Linked DNA regions of Mus musculus: all the other regions are linked to region 5. Evidence: chromatin contacts called from public promoter capture Hi-C and targeted proximity ligation data. All regions are on one chromosome and are shown on one strand. The core of a region is the stretch at or near the end of the contact, and the rest is flanking DNA. Distances in the headings are between cores, read along the strand shown.

Region 1 (3,191 bases), core at 87-2,586, 740 kb after region 5:
GGGTGATTTTAGAGAACAGAGGGATAAGACAAACAACAGGAAAATCATGCCTTGGCCCCACAGCTGGTTCGAAGCGGGGGCTGTGTCTTTGGAGTAGAGGAAGGTATGTGTCACATCTGGCTGGGATGTGGGGAAAAACCTCAGGTCATCCGCTGGTTTCTAACTTTCTTCTTTCCTCCCTCTGGGGATTGGCCTCAGTCTCTCCCGCACACCAGTCACAGGCTTTAAGCACACAATACACTGAGTTCCACTCCTATCACCGCAACTGGGTACCTAGCTTTCTAAGAATGTGGGAGCAGTGACCTCTGAAACTGTCAAGAAATGCACTCTACAGGTTACTGCATGTCCCTGGGTACCTAGAGACAGGAGGACTGGGGTCTAGTTCTAGCCACGATGAGCTCAGTTTTAATGGTGATGCCCGAAGCTGAGAAGCCTTAAGGAAGATAGGACCAAGGGTGCACTGTTCTCTAGTCTCCAGCCTCATTTGGCATGGTCTAGTGTTTTAATACTCGCCGATTCACCAGGTCTTCTTTGCTCTGAGTCAAGTTGAATTGTACTAAGTGGCCTTGGTGTTTGTCTCAATTTTGCACCAATTGTAAGTCACATGATCATTTAAAGTCAATAGAGATGAGGCAGCACAGCAGTAAAGTTTTAATGGAATAGCTTTGGCGCAGGCAAAGGCAGTTCCTAGATCTCAGGACATGTGGAGCCCCAAGAAGTGGGGACGCTTGCTAGGTTTCTGGGTTTTATTTCCTGGAACACGAATGACTGGTTGGTCCCTGGCTCCAGGCCTTGCACAGCTGTTCAGCCTTCAGTAGCAAAGCCTTGATCTGTGCATTAGGGATCAGAGCTGCTGCTTATGCAGAGGCCCAGATGTGCACCAGAGCAAGACAGCCATGTCAGGAATAAGGGCCCCTTATTAGATGAGCCCAGCAGAGATCCTTTTATCAGGACATGAACCTCTAATCCTGAGCAGGAGTGGGGTGTCGGTCTCTTGGATGCCTATCTAGGCGGGAAGAGGGTGGGGAGGAGTCCTGTGTCCTCTGTCGGGCCCAGCGGAGGTCTCTGGCAGCCCCTGCGATCCGGCGCTTTTAAGCAGCACTACCTCCCCTAACCGCCCCCTCCCGTTCCAGTGGGTCCGAGCCTGCTCATTGAGGGTGTGGTTTCCATCCCCTTCCCACTGCCAGATCCTATGACCTTTTCTCGGTGAGGCAGTCAGAACCTAGAGGGTCCCGATCCCGCCCCCAAGCCCGGTGACCTTGGGCCAGGATCTCCCCCCACCCCCTCACCTGCTCCAGTGGCGAGCGACTCCCCGCGGTGCTTGCGGCTGCAAGACTGGAGAAGCGGAGGGGGGGGTTGGGGTGGGCGCGCACGCGCACCGGCCCACGCGCGCCTTGCGCCTGCCGCCCTGCCTGACGTGACCAGCGCAGGCCAATCCGTGGGACGCAAAGCCGGTGTAAGGGTTAGAGGTGGCCGAGAGAGGACCTCTGTAGGGACAGAGGATAGCAGGGCAGCACCAGAACCTTGGACAGCGCCAACCACCCTGGGCTCACCTCTGCGCGCACGCGCTCTCAGTCACCAGCGTGCAGGTGACAGCGGACATCTAAGTTAATCTAGAGTGTTGGAGCAGAGGGGTAACCTGCGAGTACTACAAAACCCAGAGTTTGCTCTAACCCTCCCCACACAGCCCCAGCTGGAGTCTCAGGGCGGCGGGGCAGCGGGCAGCAGCGGGGCCAGATCCATAGTTAGGGCGATGCGGCGACCTTGCCAGTGTACGTGAGAGGGGACCGTAGGGGAGCTAGGCCCATACTCGAAGCAAGCGCTGAGCTCGAAGGCCAGGGCCGAGCGCACTAGACCCACACCGCCTGCGCGCTCCGGGGCCGGGTGGTACAGGCGCCCATTGGCCGCCAGGGGTAGCAAGCGAGCCGGCTCGAAGGGTATCGCCAGCGCCTCGCCACCGCCACAGTAGGAGAGACGAGGTGACTCGCTGTCGGAAGCCAGGAGGTGCGTGAAGACCACTGGCCGGTCTTCACAGCGCAGGAAGTTACGCTCTCTGCCGCAAAGCGAGAGGAAGGGGAAGGAAGCCTCGTAGCGCCCGCTGTGGTTGGGTCTCAGACGGGAGAAGAAAGTGACCAGGAACTGCAGGTCTGTGGGAACAAAAGGCACGATCATGCTCGGTGACCCAGCTTCCCCGACACGCTCCTTTTCCTGGGAATACCAGCACTGGCACGAGACAGCGGCCCCCCCTCGTGGATGGTGCCTTCCCTCAGAGTCGGGGAGCCGAGGCCCTGAAGGGTAGAGAGAGACACGAGGGAGCAGTGCAGTAAGCAATACCTTTGAAGCAGGTGATAAAGTTCTTCATTTTGGAGTCATCTAGGAAAAGCTGCAGAAGGGACACAGTGGACAGTAAGTCCTGGCAAGAAAGCCGGTGGTGTTCGCTGTCCTTGCTTTTCTGTCTAATGTGTTCAGGGGGGCATGTGGAAGGGCCCTGCGGACTCTCCCCACATCTACAGACAGGTTTCCAGGGTTGCAGCCCTCACCCCTTTTTCTACAGCAGGTTTGACAGCCGCTTGTCCCTAGCAATCGCGAGCAAGCACTCGGCTCTGGGACTGCTGCTAGGACAGGCTAGTGTGCGCGGGATTACGATGCGGTGAAAGCGGAAGGCCCCGGAATTAACTCTTCCAGCCTGGGCTTTGAAAGGTTCAAAGCCACGCGTAGCACCTATCCCAGGTCTCGCCTCTAGAACTACTCCCCACCCGGTGCCGATGGATTCCGCAGTCCCCTCAGGTCTCCTCCCTCTGTCACACGCCAGGCACACCTGGCCTTGGTGATCCACATAGTAGAAATACTCGCGGGTTCTGGGCTCCGGGCTTTGACCCTGTGTGTAGGAGACACGCTCGACCCCACTGCAGGTCCGAGCTCTCTGCGACCTCGCCAAGACTAGAGCCAAGTTACGCACTGCCCCACTAGGCGGCCACATTCTTCCACACCGGAAGCGGATCACACAGTGTTGTGCCTGGGGCTTTGGGTTCCGCCGGCAACACGTGCTCGGAGGGGCGGAGCTGTCTATCCCGCCCCCGGAAGTAGCTGCCAGACGTGGACTCCCCCGCCCCCTTGTCAGAAGTAACCTGAAAGAAACACAATCAGCGAGTGTGCACTTGAACTTTATTCACACGGAGCACTGTCCCCTC
Region 2 (3,015 bases), core at 203-2,702, 720 kb after region 5:
GACTGACAGCAAGGGCTTGGGCGGTGCCCACCTCCGGCAGAGCAGAGCAGGGGAGGTCCTTTTGCAAAGCACATTTAGGAACCCTTGGGGCAGATGTGTGCTAATGGAAAGATACATCCTGGACTGGGAGGCTCAGGATGAGCCCCTGTGCACAGTAGACACTGCTGGGGTTCAACTTGTTTGGTCTGCAGTGTTCCTCTGCGGTAGGCAAAGCCGTCCTCCATCCCCTAAGTTTTGTGGTACTGGGGATTGGACTCAGGACCACTGAACTATATCCTGCCTGCCACCCCTTTAAACAGCTAAGGTATCCAGGGCAACCTAAACTCATTCTTCTCTTGCCTCAGCCTGAAGAGCAAAATTATAGGGGTTTACAATCATGCCCCAAAAGTAGAACCCATTTTATAGATGTGAACACTTAGATCCTGAGACTATCTGGAAGTGGCAGGATAGCCCCTCCGTGGAAGCAAGGCAGTGCCAGGGTGCTAGGACTTGGACACTGTGTCCAAACACAAAAGAAGTTCCACCCAGTTATCTACTATAATTGAGTCAGTTAACCCAAGGCCTCATTTAACAGTCTCATTGTGGACTTGGGAGGGCACAACTCTGAGAAGGGGGAGAGACTGGGCATGAGCCTTCCCTGCAGAGCCAGAATCACGTGGTCTGGACTAACTACCCTCACTGAATACTGAAAAGGAAGTGGGTATCACGGGCAATAGCTGACTAGGTCCTGCCCTTCCCCACAAAACTCCTGCTTCTGTGGTCACTGACCTGGGGGCAGCTCTGAAGCCACAGTCTCAGCAAGGAATGGGGAGCAGTGCTAAATGCATTGTGGGGCAAAGTATTGGCTCTGTGAGCTAAGTATTAGAAATGCTTCGGGAGCTGGGCGTGGTGAGCCCGCCAGTGGTGGCGCACCCGTTTAATCCCAGCACTTGGGAGACAGAGGCAGGAAGATACTGAGTTTGAGGTCAGCCTGGTCTACAAAGTAAGTTCTATAAAGAAAACCTATCCACACACACATAAAACCAAACAAACAAACAAACAAACAAACAAAAAACCGCTAAAGTGAAAATGCTTCTTCTGGAACGGATCTGGTATCCATTCAGCAGACAGGAAGATACCTTTGAGACCAGCCTGTTACCTCAGCTTCCTTCCTAGCCACTCACATCTACCCGCTGGCATTGTGAGCAGCAGGCTGTCGTGTCCAGGTTTGGCACGAGGGGCGCCAGAGCAGATGATTTGGGTCTGTGTAGGTATCAGTAACCTGCTTAACATTTGGGTTTTAGGCCAATTGAGGACTAGTAGGGGGTTGGCTCCACCCCCAGCCCGGGTTGCCCCGCCTCTCCCTCACCCTGACCCCTGCGCAAAGCATGCCGGTAGTTATGGGCTGTGCAAGACTGCGGTCCCACCATGCGATAGGACCGGTCTATCGCTCCGCATTTTTCTCCCAGCTTCGGTACTTCCGGGATTTCTGGTCCCAGTGTGCGTGTCGGGATTACAGCCTGACTGTCCCCGGCCCTATGTAGGAGGACCAGACCCTGACTGTTCATCCTGAGCCGTCCGATCCCACCACGAACGGGCCATGCATGGGAAGTTGCTGCCGCTGGCCGGCCTCTATCTTGTGCAGGGTCTGCCCTATGGACTGCAGTCCAGTTTGCTTCCCATTTTACTGCGGGCCCGTGGCCTCTCCCTAACGCGCGTGGGTCTAACCAAGGGATTGTATGCTCCATGGCTGTTAAAGCTGGCGTGGGCACCGCTGGTGGACAGGCGGGGCACCCCGCGGGTCTGGTTAACACTCAGCACACTGTCCCTGGGCTTGGTGTGTGGACTGCTGGCTGTGTTGCCTCCTCCGCAAGCTGGCCAAACAGGGCTACCTACCACCGTGATGGGGCTGCTACTGCTGCTGAATCTGGGTGCAGCGGTGCAGGATGTGGCTCTGGACACACTCGCTGTGCAACTCCTAGAGCCAAAGGAGTTGGGACCTGGGAACACTGTACAGGTGGTCGCTTACAAGCTGGGATCAGCACTGGCTGGGGGTGGACTGTTGGTCCTCTTCCCCACTCTCTCTTGGCCACTGCTCTTTTTGCTCCTAGCTGCCACCTACTGGCTGGCTGCTGCCTTAGCCTGGGCTGCACCAGCCTTGGGAAGGCTGCCATGGCCTCAGGCCTCAGAGCATACACCCCACAGCTCCTATCTTCTACAAGATTTGCTGGCTGTGCCTGGGACCCTCTGGACAGCGGGCTTTGTGCTCACCTACAAGCTGGGTGAGTGAGGCCTGCAGTTAGTTACCATCGAGCTTAGAGCCCAAACTCTATGTTGGTCCCTAGGGCCCTGAAACCCACTCAGGGGACTGCCCTATGCTGGAATACCAGCCCAGAGCTCTGTAGCTCAGTTTTGTTTCACCTCTTAACTTCCCTCAGCTCCAGCCAATGCCCAGCCCTTTCTCTTCTAACATCTGGGGCCCATGAAAATGAAGGGGACCAGGGGCCTGACTGGTTGGAGTACTGAGGCTCCTGGAAGAAAGACTGGGGCCATCCTTGCTTACGGTCTCCTGTAGGTGAGCAGGGTGCTGGCAGCCTGTTTCCACTTCTCCTGCTGGACCATGGTGCTTCTGCCTCAGACTTGGGGCTATGGAGTGGCTTGGGTGCTGTGACCTGCTCCATTGCTGGCTCCTCCTTGGGTGGGGCTCTACTGGCCAGGCACTGGTAAGCACTCCCCAACCCTAGCCTGACCCTCAATTCCACCGGTGTCCCAGGTGATCTTACCATAGCATCTCTCAATTCCCACCCCAGGCAGCCACTGAAGCTGTTGAAGACAGTGCTGCAGCTCCGCCTTGGGAGTTTGGCTTGCCAGACTGCTCTGCTCTTCCACCTCAACAGCCCAGGGGCCAGCGTGGACCCTGGCACAGTCATGAGAGGTAAGAGGTGGACATTGGGGGGTAGGGGGCAGGAACCCAGGCTCCCACTGACCTTTCTTTGTTCTTCCAGGGGCAGTTTTGCTAAGCCTATGTCTACAACA
Region 3 (3,149 bases), core at 90-2,589, 640 kb after region 5:
TCCAGCCTCACCTCCTACCAATATGGCCTCTAAGAGGCTACATACAGATTGCTAGGTTTAGCTCTCTTCCCCCGCCAACATGACTGTAGTTTGTACACAGAACCACAACTTGGTACAAATAAAAGCCTGTCAGATGCTTCACACATGCAGTTGGAGACCCAGAGTTGCTCAGGATGCCAGAGGTTCTGACCACATTGGAGTATATTCTCGCTCCCCAGCAGGGTATTGCAGGGGCCCTCAGATTCCCACCAGAAATAATTCTGGCCCTAGTCATTACCCAGGGCCTAATGACTACGGGATGGACGTAGCAGTGTGGTCCTTTCCCAACAGCCCCTGCAACAGGGAAAGCCTTGGCTCCTCCCCTTCCTCCCAGTTTAGCCTACACTCACCTCCAACACCAGGAGTAGCTGGGATCCCGTGGAACATCCTGCAGGCCCAGGCAGCTATACAGCACAAGAGACCTGGAAAGCAGAGCCAACACTAACTCAAGGGTCCCCTTACACCTTAAGAACTGGGCTCTGGAGATCAGAGCGTTGTGAACAGCTTTCCTGCTCTCTACAGGAACGGCACAGGATGCTAAAGGACTGTCATGGGGGAATGTCATGTCAGGCTTTGAGGATGAACATCGAGTGCCATGGGAGTCCTGCCTGTTAGCTGGGTTAGGGTAGGGAAGAGTAGCTGTTAGAACTGGGGCAGCATCTTGGGCACAGGGGAAGGGCATTGTTGCAACATCTTTCAGTGGAAATGAACTGAGACTAGGTGTCCGGGGCTTTCTGTGTGTGAGGGAAAGTGTGGAGGTAGGTTTTACCCTAATCTGTGGGAGATACTGGAGAAATGAATAAGGGCAAGCTTATTGGTTGATGCGGCAAAGTGGCGGAGGCAAGGCCCAGGATAGGTCCTGTCTAATAAGGAAGCCAGCCCAGACACGCCTCAGGATTTGAAATGGGGTGAAAACAAATGTTCAAGGAAGATGGTCAAACTGAGATGGAGTGGCTTGAGGAGCAGCGAGAGCTACCGAGGTCGCAGGAGCTAGGAATAGCCGGCGGAGTCGCAGAAGAAAGGTGGGTACCCTCACAGACAGGGGAACCTGAACTGTGGACCAGCAATGCCACTTGACAGCGCCCATCACCTACTGAGACACTGGCCGCGCGGCAAGGGCCGCTGAGCCCCAGAGGAGACGGGACCGGGACACCTAGACCAAAGGGTTCCTATGAAGAGGGGACCCGGCCACCGCCGCTGTGTACCTGGGGCGTTTGGAGTCCCGGAGATGGCGACAGAAGCTCGGTGCTCGCTTTTTCCGCCTGCGCCTGCCGGGAAACCCGATCGGCAGCTCGGCACTCATCCTCTAACCTTGAGCCTACGCACATAGCAAGCCAAATCCATTGATCGGCACTCGGCTTTTTTTGCCTGAGCTTGCGCTCTGGAGTAGCTCCGCCTGTCAAGGCTTTTACAGCTCACATCGCCCACCCTTTTCGCAGAGAGCTGACACAAATGAGATAGCAGCATAGTTTATTAAGGTTTTTCTTTTTCTTCTGGAGGAAACGGCAGGACTAGGATCAGAGGCATTTAAAGAAGAGCTTGGAACTTTGGTCCATTGTGCACGCACCCTCTGGCAGTCTCTGACACACCGAGTCTCGGTCTTTGGTGCTCAGGTCTTTGGTGCACAGTTGCAACTCCTGCAACTGCACGAAGATCTTGTCCCAGAGGTCAGAGTTCAGCGGCCCTTGAATAGAGCAGCCTGTGGGGGTGAGGAGGAGGTAGGTTTAACTTACACACCCACAGGAGGCATAGTGCTTATGTTGTACCTCGGAGCCTACATTTTGGCTTGTCCCATCATAAAAAGGACTCAATATATCTGTATACTGTGGGCCCTCGGATCTCTGGAGGCTAGTGAATGCCAGGCCTTGATCAAGTCAGAGATCCCAGTAGGCTCAAGGTTGTCAGGGAACTGGATGAAGCGCACAGCTGCCAGAAATACCATTGTGTTGGGAAGAGGGGGTGAGATACAGGAAAAACCCAGGGACTCCCCTGTGCTCAGTTTTTATCCTCCAGGGGGAAAGGCTGCCACCCTCAAATCTCAGCTGGGCAAGGCAGTGGCAGGCCAGGCCATCAGGCACACTTATAAGGTGGAGAGTGCGTTGGTGTAACGGGACAAGCTAGCTTATTAGTAGATAAGGCAAGGAAGGAGGGAGGGGGGCAGGTTGAGAGAGCAAGCACCCCTTAAGCGGAACTTGGATCACTGACTGGTGGACAGGAATGAGGAAATAAGGTTTTCTGCAAGTAACAATGATTTGCTACCCTCCTGACCCAGAAAACCCCGCAAAAACAAAAGGTCCAAATCATGCCTGCCCTGGTGGCATCCGCCTTTAATCTCAGTCCTCTCCAGGTAGAGAGGAAACTTTACAGAGCTCCAGAACAGCCAGGACTACACAGAGACACCCTGTCTCAAAAAACAACAAACAATTTGCCACTCCAAAAGGAGGTTCAAATCTTCATGATCATTTTAAGAATACCCGAGGAGCTGCCTAGGCTGTGAGGGGGTGTGCATGTGTATCTGAAAAATGTCACTTTAAAGAAGCAATGTGCATTGTTTCAGAGGTCTGTCTATAAAGGTGGAGTTGGAAAATGTTTGCCAGGCCAGTCAGTCAGTGGCCCCCAAAGAAGTTTTGATATATGTTCTCTTACAAAGTTTGGATATATGTTCTCTCTGGTCACTGTTGAGTTTTTATGGTGAACTAACCCATGGGTTCCCCCTGTAAGTAAGTAAGATGATTCTCACTGAGAAGGAATAAACTGTTCCTAGCCAAAAGAGAAGGCTGCACAGAAGAAAGGATATCCCACAACCAAAAGCTAAAGGAACAGCTGGGCAGTGGTGCACACCCTTAGCCCCAGCACTCAGGAGGTAGAGGCGGGCAGATCTCTGTGAGTTCAAGGACATTTTGATCTACACAATGAGTTCCAGGACAGCCAGGCATATACAGAAAAACCCTGCTTGAAAACAAAACAAGCTGGGCAGTGGTGGCACACGCCTTTAGTCCCAGCATTTGGGAGGCAGAGGCAGGCAGATTTCTGAGTCTAAGGCCAGCCTGGTCTACAAAGTGAGTTCCAGGACAGCCAGGGCTATACAGAGAAACCCTGTCTTGAAAAAC
Region 4 (2,957 bases), core at 111-2,610, 630 kb after region 5:
AGTGTGTTGTGGAGGCCCTGCCCTGTTACTTCTTACCCGTTCTTTCCCTTCCTTCCTCCTTCCCTTAGCCTCTACCACAAAAACTTAACTTTCCTTGAAACCCCTTTGCCTAACTCCCACATACTTCCCCCACACTTCCTTGTCTATTTAAAACACATCTTCTATGAAGGTGAGATTTCCCTGTCCAGTTCTGCCACCCCAGTAAACTGCATGTTGGCAGTAATGCACAGCCATCAAAAGCACTTGTTGCTCTTACAGAGGACCCACTTGATGGCACAACTATCCATAATGCTGACCTCCATGGACACCAAGAATGCATATGGTGTACATACATATATACAAGCAAACACAAATGAATATGAATAAGTCTAATTTTTTAAAAAAAGCATCTGCCTTCTTGGCTTTTTTGCTTTGTTTTTAGACAAGAGGTTCACTATGTAGCCCTAGATGGCTTGGAAATAGTTTAAACTGGAACACCCAGAAATCTGTCTGCTTCCACCTGGGATTAATGGATCGAACTGGGATTAAAGAGCCACGGAAATTGCCTTTTTTTTGGGGGGAGGGGGGGAGGGCTTCCTGAACCGCTTGCTGTCTCTCTAGCAACCAAAACACCCCCGTTATCAATGTACTGATGAATTCATTCCACATTACTACATCTACTGACAATAGTCTGTCCCCGAGAAACATCCAGCCTTGCTCCTTTAGGAAGAAACGTTCTTCCACAACAAATCTGCTCAATCTCAGAAAGAGCTCTGGTTGTTTTGTACAGAAACACCCAGTCTCCTTCATTGGGTCTTACTCCTAGAGAGACACTGTGGCCGTCTGTGTGTGGCAGTATTGACTTCCTAAAGAATCATCGCCCTCAAGGGTTCACTGGCTTGTCTTTGCTGCTAAGCTCGTGGAAGGTGTGCAACAATCTCCTGAAAATCGATCTCCAAAGAACAAGCAGTAGACCGCGGGCAGAGGTGTCCGGGCAGGGTAGGATGAGGCCAAACAACGAGGCAGCGATGAACTGGCTCTGGGGCCCAAAGACCCTTGGCAAACCTCAGCTCCTGCACTGGGGAACCTGCCGAATGACTGCGGCACTGCCTCGACACGGCCTACCTCGGCGTCGCGGTTCAGGCGGTACACATAGAGCTGCGAGGTGCCGGCCACCACGAGGTTGCGCTCACTGTTGTTGAAGAAGTTGCAGTACATGGTAAACTCCAGCCCGGTGGGCGGGTGCGCCTGCTTGTACACCGCGTACATGTCGCCGCCACTGTCACGCCGGAGCCGCCGACTCGGGGGACAGGGACGGCAGCGGACTCGGTCCGGCCGCGCGCGCCAACCCAGCCACCGGGTTCCGAAGTACTGCGCCTGCGCTTCCTGCCCGGACCGCCTTCTAAGAGGACCAGGTGGTTGAGAAGCAGGGTTCCGGGCCGCTTCGCATCTGCGCCTGCGCGCCGTGGCTGCGAGCGAAGAGCGGCCCCTAGTGGCCTAGCTTGATAAGAACTGACGAGCAAGCGTGGTGGCACATGCCTTTTATCCCAGCACTTGAGAGAGGCAGGCATATTTCTGAGTTCAAGGCCAGCCTGGTCTACAGAGTGAGTTCCAGGACAGCCAGGGCTACACAGAGAAACCCCGTCTCGAAAAAAAAAAACAAGAAAGAAAGAAAGAAAAAAAAAAAGGACTGATGAGCCTCGTCACAGAGCTGGAGGGTGCTGGACCTCTGCTTCCTTCTGTTCTGTACCCTTCAAGACTTGCCTCATTAGCTAAATCCCAGAAAATAAAACAAGGGTATATAGGCTTGGAAAAGGATACAGAAACATGCAATATCGCCACCCCACTCTGTAGATGAGGTGATGTGGTAGATCACCCCTGTATCACACTAAAGATCTCTTTTTAATTGACTCTAGCTGCATATGTATCAAAAGGTGGCCTAGTTGGCCATCACTGCAAAGAGAGGCCCATTGGACTTGCAAACTTTATATGCCCCAGTACAGGGGAACCCCAGGGCCAAAACGGGAGAGTGGGTGGGTAGTGGATTGGGGGGGTGGGTATGGCGGACTTTTGGGATAGCATTGAAAATGTAAACGAGGAAAATACCTAATAAAAATAAAATAAAATTTAAAAAAAAAGATCTCTTTTAAAAAGTATTTTGTTGGCTGGGCAGTGGTGGTGTAAGCCTTTAATCCCAACACTTGGGAGGCAGAGGCAGAGGCAGGCAGATTTCTGAGTTTGAGGCCAGCCTGGTCTACAAAGTGAGTTCCAGGACAGCCATGGTTATACAGAGAAAACTTTTCTTAAAAAAAAACAAAAACAAAAACAAAAAACAAAAACAAGCAAGCAAAAGAAATTATTTTTTTTTCTTTTTCTTGATTTTTGAGATGAGGTCTCAACTACATAGCCCTGGCTGTCCTGAAACTCTGTAGACCCAACTAGCCTCGAATTCAGAGTCTACCTCCCAAGCCCTGGGACGAAAGCTGCCCAGACATGCTGGCACATATATACATAATTTTTTAAATATTTATTTTATGTATATGATACACTATAGCTGTACAGATAGTTGTGAACCATCATGTGGTTGCTGGGAATTGAACCCAGAACCTCTGCTTACTCCAGCCCCAGAGATTTACTTATTATTATATGTAAGTACTCTGTAGCTGTCTTCAGACGCACCAGAAGATGGAGTCAGACCTCATTACGGATGGTTGTGAGCCACCACCTGGTCGCTGGGATTTGAATGCACGATCTTCAGAAGAGCAGCCAGTGCTCTTAACTGCTGAGTAATGTCTCACCAGTCCTACATAATTTTTAAAATAAAAATCTTTCTGGGCTACACAGAGAAATCCTGTCTCAAAAAAAAAAATCTTGAAAAACAATACTCTTAAAATCTGTGACATCGGGCTGGTGAGATGGCTCAGTGGGTAAGAGCATCTGACTGCTCTTCCAAAGGTCCGGAGTTCAAATCCCAGCAA
Region 5 (3,142 bases), core at 204-2,703:
TGAGAGGGGCCTGATCTTCCAACAGGGCTGTGGGAAGCTTGGAACTGGACTTTGCAGGTGTGTCAATTTCTGGAGAGACCTCACGCAAGGAGGGCTGTGGAGAGATCCGAGAGCCCTCGCGCGACCGCAAGGTACCAGAGGTCATGGATGGAACCCTGGAGCCCTTGCGTGACGGGGTCGCGGATGAGACACGCGAGTCCTTGCGTGATGGAGTCAGAGATGAGACTCGAGATCCTGGATGTGATGGACTCCGGAGAGCAATCACTGACCCAGCCTTCTGAGATAGGCCCGGAAGAGACTCACTGGACAATATAGATGGAGTCTTGGAGGGTCGGTGTGACAGATCCATGGATTGGCCCCGGGAGGTTGGAACTGACTGGGGCGTAGCCTGGGCTTTTAAAACGTGACTGGTTGACCCGATGCGCAAGCTGGGTTGGAGGCTTTGGGGTGGCTGCCAGAGCGGTGGCCCCCCGGGGCCCCTTTGCAACCAGCCGTGCATTTGCTCCAGGTTCTTCAAGTCCACATGCTCCCGGCGCAGCTGCTCCCGCTGCTCTAGCAGCTGCTGTCGCATGTCCTGCAGTAACTGGGTCCTCTGGAGAAGTCTCATGAGTTCTTGTCGGAGATACCCGTTGTCCGCCTTGAGGGCCTGTGCGTGGGAAATGAGGGAACGTGCGGCCTCCCGCTCGGAGCGGCGCGTCAGGGACTGCACTTGCAGCCGCGCCTCCCGCTCGAAAGCCGTCTTCTCATCTAGGAAGCGTCGCTTCACCCCGTGGAGGAGCTGCGTGTGCTCCACGCGCATGTGCAGCAGCTCGCGCTCCAGGGTCCGGATTCGCGCCAGCTGCTCCAGCTGCAGCTCCTACATGGGGTGGGGTGAGGGTTGGGGAGCAGGGGGCGCCGATCAGCGCACCGGTAGGGAGCGCGCCCATCCCTCTGGAGCCCGCCCGGTCCTCGGGGGGCGCGCGCACTGGCCTTGTAGGGCTGGAGCTCCTGCACCCGCTGCGTCATGTTTTCCGCGCGCTTCTTCATTTCCTGCAGCTGAGCGCGCACCCCGTCCTCACGGCCGTGGTAGAAGGACGCTAGCTCCGCTCGCTGCCACCGGATCTGCGCCAGATCCATGCGGTTCTGGTCTTCGACGCGCACGACGGCGTTGGCGCAGCGCAGAGCGTGCGCGCTCACGTAACCGACATAAAGCCGGTTCTCTTCGCGCAGGCGCTGCGCCTCTCTGTTCAGGAACTCGTTGTCCTGCAGCACCTCGTCGATCCGCTGCTCACAGGCCACCAGGCTTTCTGAGAGCAACGCGTACTCGCGCTGTAGGTACTGCGCGCGCTCCGAGAGCGGTTGCTCTGTAGTTTCCTGCTTGCGCCCCGCGTTTTGTCCGCGCTTCTTCTTGGGCGCCATGGCTTGAGGCCCAAGCCAACTGGACTCATGAGAGCGCTGTGCTCCACCCGCTCCCCCAGCTCAGTTACTCTCCCTTCTTAACCCGAAAATTCTGGAGAACTGCACCCTAGGTTCAAGGGTGTGTCTTCTGATTATGAGGTTCAGAGCAGGCAGGATTAAGGATCAGAGAGCACCGTGGCCAATCTGTATATAAGCGTTCCCTCCAGACCACAGCTTTCGCATCCTGGTGCGTAGCTCTAGGAATGTTGATGTCCAGCTTGAACAACCTCTATGGAGACAGAACTTGGTTGCAGTGCCTCGACCTCATCCCATTCTGTTGCTCTGGCAACGGCTTGACTCAATCATTCATTCCCTAAGGTTTCTTATATCCTTGCATGATTCTTCAGTTACAGTGTCGCAGGTCAGGCAGAACTTCAGCTTCAAGACACTGAACTAACTTCCAAGTGCCCAGCCTCCACTCACCCGGGTCTTAGTGCTCTTGCTTTCACTCCACTAGCTGCGCTTCAGGCCCCACAGCATAAGGGGACTCTCACCGACGCTCCCTCCTCTATCCAGCTTTGAGCGAGCTCTCCCCCTTTCCTTGTGAAGTCTTCATGCTCTCAGGATGAAGCCTCCCCACAACATTTGTTTATTTGTGGAGACAGAGTTTCCCTGTGTAACAAAGCTCAGGTTGTCCTGGACTCGCTTTGTAGACCAGACTGGCTTCAAACTCGCAGACATCAGCCTGCCTTTGCCTCCGGAGTGCTGGGATTAAAGGCATTCACCACCACGCTCAGCTCCACACAGCATTTCTAAGGGGACGCTTGGCATCTAAAGCCTTGATGGAATGCTACTACCTTTCAGATAAAATGCACGATGAACAACGGTCTTCATTTCATAATCCAAGCGCTGGAGACTCGGTAGCCAAACCAAAGGGAAACTTTATTTTACAGCCTTGCTAAGTCTGCGCAACCTATTGAAAGGGCAAAAGTAGCTAGTCTGCAAGTTTGGCTCAAAACAGTGATATATATATATATATATACACACACACACACCTATATATCCCCCCCCCCCTCCGAATTCCTCATTGGCTAGGTTCTTCAGGGAGGTAAAATTTTCCCTACTTCTCTGATTGGCATAGAAACTTTCCCATCCTTCTGGGGTTCAAAATCTCCCCCCCTTTCCATTTACATGGGCTCAGTCCCTTAGTAGATCTGTGATAAATTTAAAAGGGCCCACGTAGGAAGGTGCCAGATGCAAGCTAGAGAAGCCAGGGACCTAGTGCTTCCTGCTTGTCTGTGGGCCATTAATGAGTGCTAAGTGCCCCTCAGGTTAAAAATGGACTCTTTTGCCCACTTTTTATTTTTATTTTTTGGCCAGTGCACTTTTCCACGAGGCCCATCCATTCTACCTTCTTAGCTTTCTTTGCCCGTAAGCCAGACATCTAGAGGATACAAGGGGTCCATCGGGGATTTAATGTCTCCCTTTTTGCTATGAGCTCTATACGGACAGTGTCTTTACAGGATTCAATCTTGATCAGAAAACATCAGCAGTGTGCCGGTTTGCTAGTGGATACCGGAGGTGACAACCATTCAGTGGGGGGTGCGGGCTCAGCAGAGTGGCAGCAAATAAACCACGGGCTTGTGTTGACTCTGTACAGGGACGTCACCATCACCCTGCCAAGCAAAAGGGCAGCAGCCAAGATCACCTAGAAGTACTCTCGAACACAACGCCCAAAGTGTTTGTAGTGTTTGACCAATCACAG
Region 6 (2,944 bases), core at 107-2,606, 590 kb after region 5:
GTTTGGGCTAAATAAGTATTCTGGAGTTGCTGGGCTACTTGGTTGCCCTGACTTTCCAACAGGTTCCTGGTAGCTCCCAGCTAGGTCTCCCTGGTTCGGGTGTGACCTCACAGGGCTGAGGACTTTGATCTGTTCCCTACTGTATATCTGGACCTAATTGCCACAATCTCTCTCCCCTGTGCTTTATAAGTAGCCCAGTCTCGGAACACCCATTTCTGCCTTTTCATCCTGGGCTCTGTGCACCCTGAATCCATTTTGTCCCTGACACATTGCTTTCCAGTTGCGCCCAGACATCTCAGCTACACGTACTTCCTAGGCTTGCAAGGACGTCCAGAATGAATGAACTGGAAGGAGGCCATTGCCTGACATCGTCTGGCTCACAGACTTTTGTGACCCCCTCATACAGCCACTCTGCCACCTTCCAGGCACTCCAAAGCCAATTGGGGACATGACATTATCTTAGAGCCTGCTTAGAGCCATGTTCAACCAGAAGGCAGCTTGCCAGTTCCAGTGGGTGGGTGGGGGGAGGCTCAGGTGACCTCAAAGAACCCAATGGTCAACATTAGGACAGTTGCTGAGAAGAGCACCCGTGGCTAGGGAAGCAGGAACTTCAGGGGAGTTCTGAGGAACCAGGTAGTAAGGACCCCTCCAGAGGAGGATTTGCAGAAGGATTGGGTATCACAGAGAGTGAAGAGTAGGGGGACAAAGAACCAGGACTCTTCACAGAGAAACCCTGTCTTAGAAAAAAAAAGAAAAGAAAAAACAAAACAAAACAAAACAAACCAACCAACCAACCAAACAAACAAACAAAAAAGAACCTGGACTCTAACTGACATAGTTGGCAAGAAAGCGAGGGTGTCTCTAGCTTTGGTGGCTGTCTCAACAGGTGTTGCCAAACTGCCTGTGCGAGCGAATACTGAGAGTTGTGAAAATGACCAAGTGTCAGCTTTGAGTTACACTGTCACTTTTCAGAAAGGAACGAGAGCCCGACAAAATTAAAGAGCCAATTCAAGGGTCTGGGAATATGGCTGAGTGGGTAAAAGGGCTACCCTAGGAAGCCAAGTTCCTGGAACAATGTAAAAAGCACTTCTAGAGTGAAATAGGAGTGGGAAGAGGAAAATTGCCCGCAAACTTAGCCTGGCTTGCACAGGGCAACAGAAATAAAACAGACGGTGGAAAGCAAGCACCAACCGACTCTTGAAAATTGCTCCATAACATTCACATACAATAAACAAAGGAAAACACTTGGTAAAGACTCATCACTTGGTGTCTCCCATGAGGCTATGCCCCGGGCGACCTCAAGGGGCCGCTGCACGCCGAGGCGGTCACGTCACGTTTTGGGGGCGTGGCCCTTCCACTCTACCCAGGTCTGTGTGGCGCGTGTGGGCCGGTGCGCAAGCGCATTGCCTACTCTTTCGCGGGGTCGTCTGGGCACCAGGGACGTCTGCGGCGAAACCGGGAAGAGAGCACTGCCGGGGACATGTGGCGGCCGGTGAGGACCCCGCCCCCGCACGCCCTGGTCCCTGACTCTGCGCTCCGCATCCCTGCGTTGGGATCTCTCTCTGTACCCGGAGGTTCTGGATCCAGTCCAGGCCCGGGCCCTGCCCATCGACCCCAAAGCTTTGGAGAACTCTGATTCCCGCTTCCTCTTTTTTTCCCCAGAGCCTTTGGGAAGACTCAGCATTATTTAACCTCACCCCAGGGTCCTCTTCCTTCTGCCTCTGTCCTCAGCGCATCCCTCGGGTCTCCCCGGGAAGCTGCTCTGTCCTCTCTATCAGCTTCTGGAAGGGAGACAACCCCATGATTCCCGCTGGGTTAGCATGCCCTCACTCCCTTAGCCCCTTGTTCTGGCCCTGGGGGTGTCCTTGCCTATTCCCTGCCCTTGGAGTATGGCCCTTCTTCAGTTGTGTTGTTTTTAAACTTCTGCGAAGTTGTTTTTCTAGTACATCTGGCCTTGTAGGTTTAGATAATGAGAGGCCAGGAGGTGGGTTAACGTTTGGCTTGCAGTGTACAGCCCTGCTGGGTGTGTGCTTTCTGATGGGAGTCCTGTTGCTCAGAGACAAGTTGCCTTTTACACAGACAGCACTTTACTGTAGCAAAAACTTTTCCACATATCCGTATTACTTGTCACTTACACCTCTAGACAGCCCTGGGAGTTTGTTTTGTTTTGTTTTGTTTGAGATAGGGTTTCTCTTGTTTTTGGACAGCCCTGGCTGGCCTGGAACTAGCTCTGTAGAGCTGGCTGGCCTCCAACTCAGAGATCCTCTGCTGGGATCAAAGCCATATGCTACCACTGCCTGGCTAGAAAGGCAAGGGTTTTTTTGTTTGTTTGTCTTAGTTTTTTTTGTTTTTGGCTCCTTGCTTACCCCCCTCCAAGGTTGGGGTATTTGGTTTTAGCTCTGGCTGTCCTGGAACTCACTCTGTAGAGCATACTGGCCTCGAACTCACAGAAATCTGCTTGCCTCTGCCACCCTAGTGCTGGGATTAAAGCTGTGTACCACCACCACCCTACCAGAAAGGGGAGTTTTAACCTCTGATTAGGAATTACTGCACAGTACAGTGGAGTCCTTGCAGGTTCCCAATAACAACGTCCACTTCCTCTAGCTCAAATCTCTAGGCTGTTACCTACTAACTTTGGGAGATGGTCTGTGGCTTAGTTTCCTGTTGAGCTGCCTTGGGCTGTCTATCAAAGGTCATAATCTAGTCATCTTTTCTAGGGCTCTATCCTGAGTCTTGGCAGTCTTCATGGTGCAGGCTGCTGGCTTGTATGGATGTCTCTCTTTTGCCAGCTGTGTCTTCTCCTTAGAGCAGGTGTTTGCTGCTTTATGAAACCACTGGAGAGAAGTCTAGTTGAATGTTTTTTTTCTTCTTTCTTTCTTTCTTTTTTTTTTTTTTTTTTTGGTTTTTCGAGACAGGGTTTCTCAGTATAGCCCTGGCTGTCCTG

Evidence for each region. Promoter capture Hi-C pulls out the DNA fragments that hold promoters and counts their contacts.
Region 1: a targeted proximity ligation map of memory CD8 T cells shows a contact between it and region 5, with 92 read pairs. A contact is called at or near these places in 3 of 39 promoter capture datasets (cranial neural crest, liver and pre-B cells), 2 of 484 Hi-C or Micro-C datasets (CD4 T cells and CD8 T cells), 2 of 130 datasets of targeted methods (memory CD8 T cells and microglia) and 1 of 9 other capture datasets (adipose tissue).
Region 2: a promoter capture Hi-C map of liver shows a contact between it and region 5, with 4 times the contacts expected there. A contact is called at or near these places in 4 of 39 promoter capture datasets (cranial neural crest, liver, neural stem cells and 1 more), 1 of 484 Hi-C or Micro-C datasets (CD8 T cells) and 3 of 130 datasets of targeted methods (bone marrow-derived macrophages, microglia and pancreatic cancer cells).
Region 3: a contact with region 5 is called in a promoter capture Hi-C map of liver, with 6 times the contacts expected there. A contact is called at or near these places in 3 of 39 promoter capture datasets (liver and pre-B cells) and 3 of 130 datasets of targeted methods (bone marrow-derived macrophages, embryonic stem cells and pancreatic cancer cells).
Region 4: a contact with region 5 is called in a targeted proximity ligation map of pancreatic cancer cells. A contact is called at or near these places in 1 of 39 promoter capture datasets (liver), 1 of 484 Hi-C or Micro-C datasets (neutrophils), 1 of 130 datasets of targeted methods (pancreatic cancer cells) and 3 of 9 other capture datasets (liver, macrophages and pancreatic islet).
Region 6: a targeted proximity ligation map of pancreatic cancer cells shows a contact between it and region 5. A contact is called at or near these places in 1 of 39 promoter capture datasets (second pharyngeal arch cranial neural crest) and 1 of 130 datasets of targeted methods (pancreatic cancer cells).

The regions. Positions count from the first base shown.
Region 1 is chr15:76,720,837-76,724,027 of GRCm38.p6, forward strand. Lrrc24 (leucine rich repeat containing 24) reads right to left here and starts at 1,337. Exons shown (of 6, transcript NM_198119.2): 1 at 1,290-1,337. C030006K11Rik (RIKEN cDNA C030006K11 gene) reads right to left here and starts at 3,009. Exons shown (of 3, transcript NM_145472.2): 1 at 2,819-3,009; 2 at 2,335-2,383; 3 at 629-2,147. The coding sequence starts at 2,980. The coding sequence ends at 1,702. It overlaps Arhgap39 (Rho GTPase activating protein 39), which reads right to left. Exons shown (of 12, transcript NM_001168288.2): 12 at 3,149-3,191.
Region 2 is chr15:76,700,090-76,703,104 of GRCm38.p6, forward strand. Mfsd3 (major facilitator superfamily domain containing 3) reads left to right here and starts at 1,453. Exons shown (of 5, transcript NM_027122.3): 1 at 1,453-2,261; 2 at 2,555-2,702; 3 at 2,790-2,914; 4 at 2,985-3,015. The coding sequence starts at 1,580.
Region 3 is chr15:76,624,745-76,627,893 of GRCm38.p6, forward strand. Vps28 (vacuolar protein sorting 28) reads right to left here and starts at 1,340. Exons shown (of 10, transcript NM_025842.4): 1 at 1,245-1,340; 2 at 390-461. The coding sequence starts at 426. Tonsl (tonsoku-like, DNA repair protein) reads right to left here. Exons shown (of 26, transcript NM_183091.3): 26 at 1,493-1,738. The coding sequence ends at 1,557.
Region 4 is chr15:76,606,231-76,609,187 of GRCm38.p6, forward strand. Cpsf1 (cleavage and polyadenylation specific factor 1) reads right to left here and starts at 1,361. Exons shown (of 37, transcript NM_053193.2): 1 at 1,105-1,361. The coding sequence starts at 1,248.
Region 5 is chr15:75,980,832-75,983,973 of GRCm38.p6, forward strand. It overlaps Ccdc166 (coiled-coil domain containing 166), which reads right to left and starts at 1,454. Exons shown (of 2, transcript NM_146059.2): 1 at 970-1,454; 2 at 1-856. The coding sequence starts at 1,398.
Region 6 is chr15:76,575,003-76,577,946 of GRCm38.p6, forward strand. Adck5 (aarF domain containing kinase 5) reads left to right here and starts at 1,357. Exons shown (of 15, transcript NM_172960.3): 1 at 1,357-1,492. The coding sequence starts at 1,481.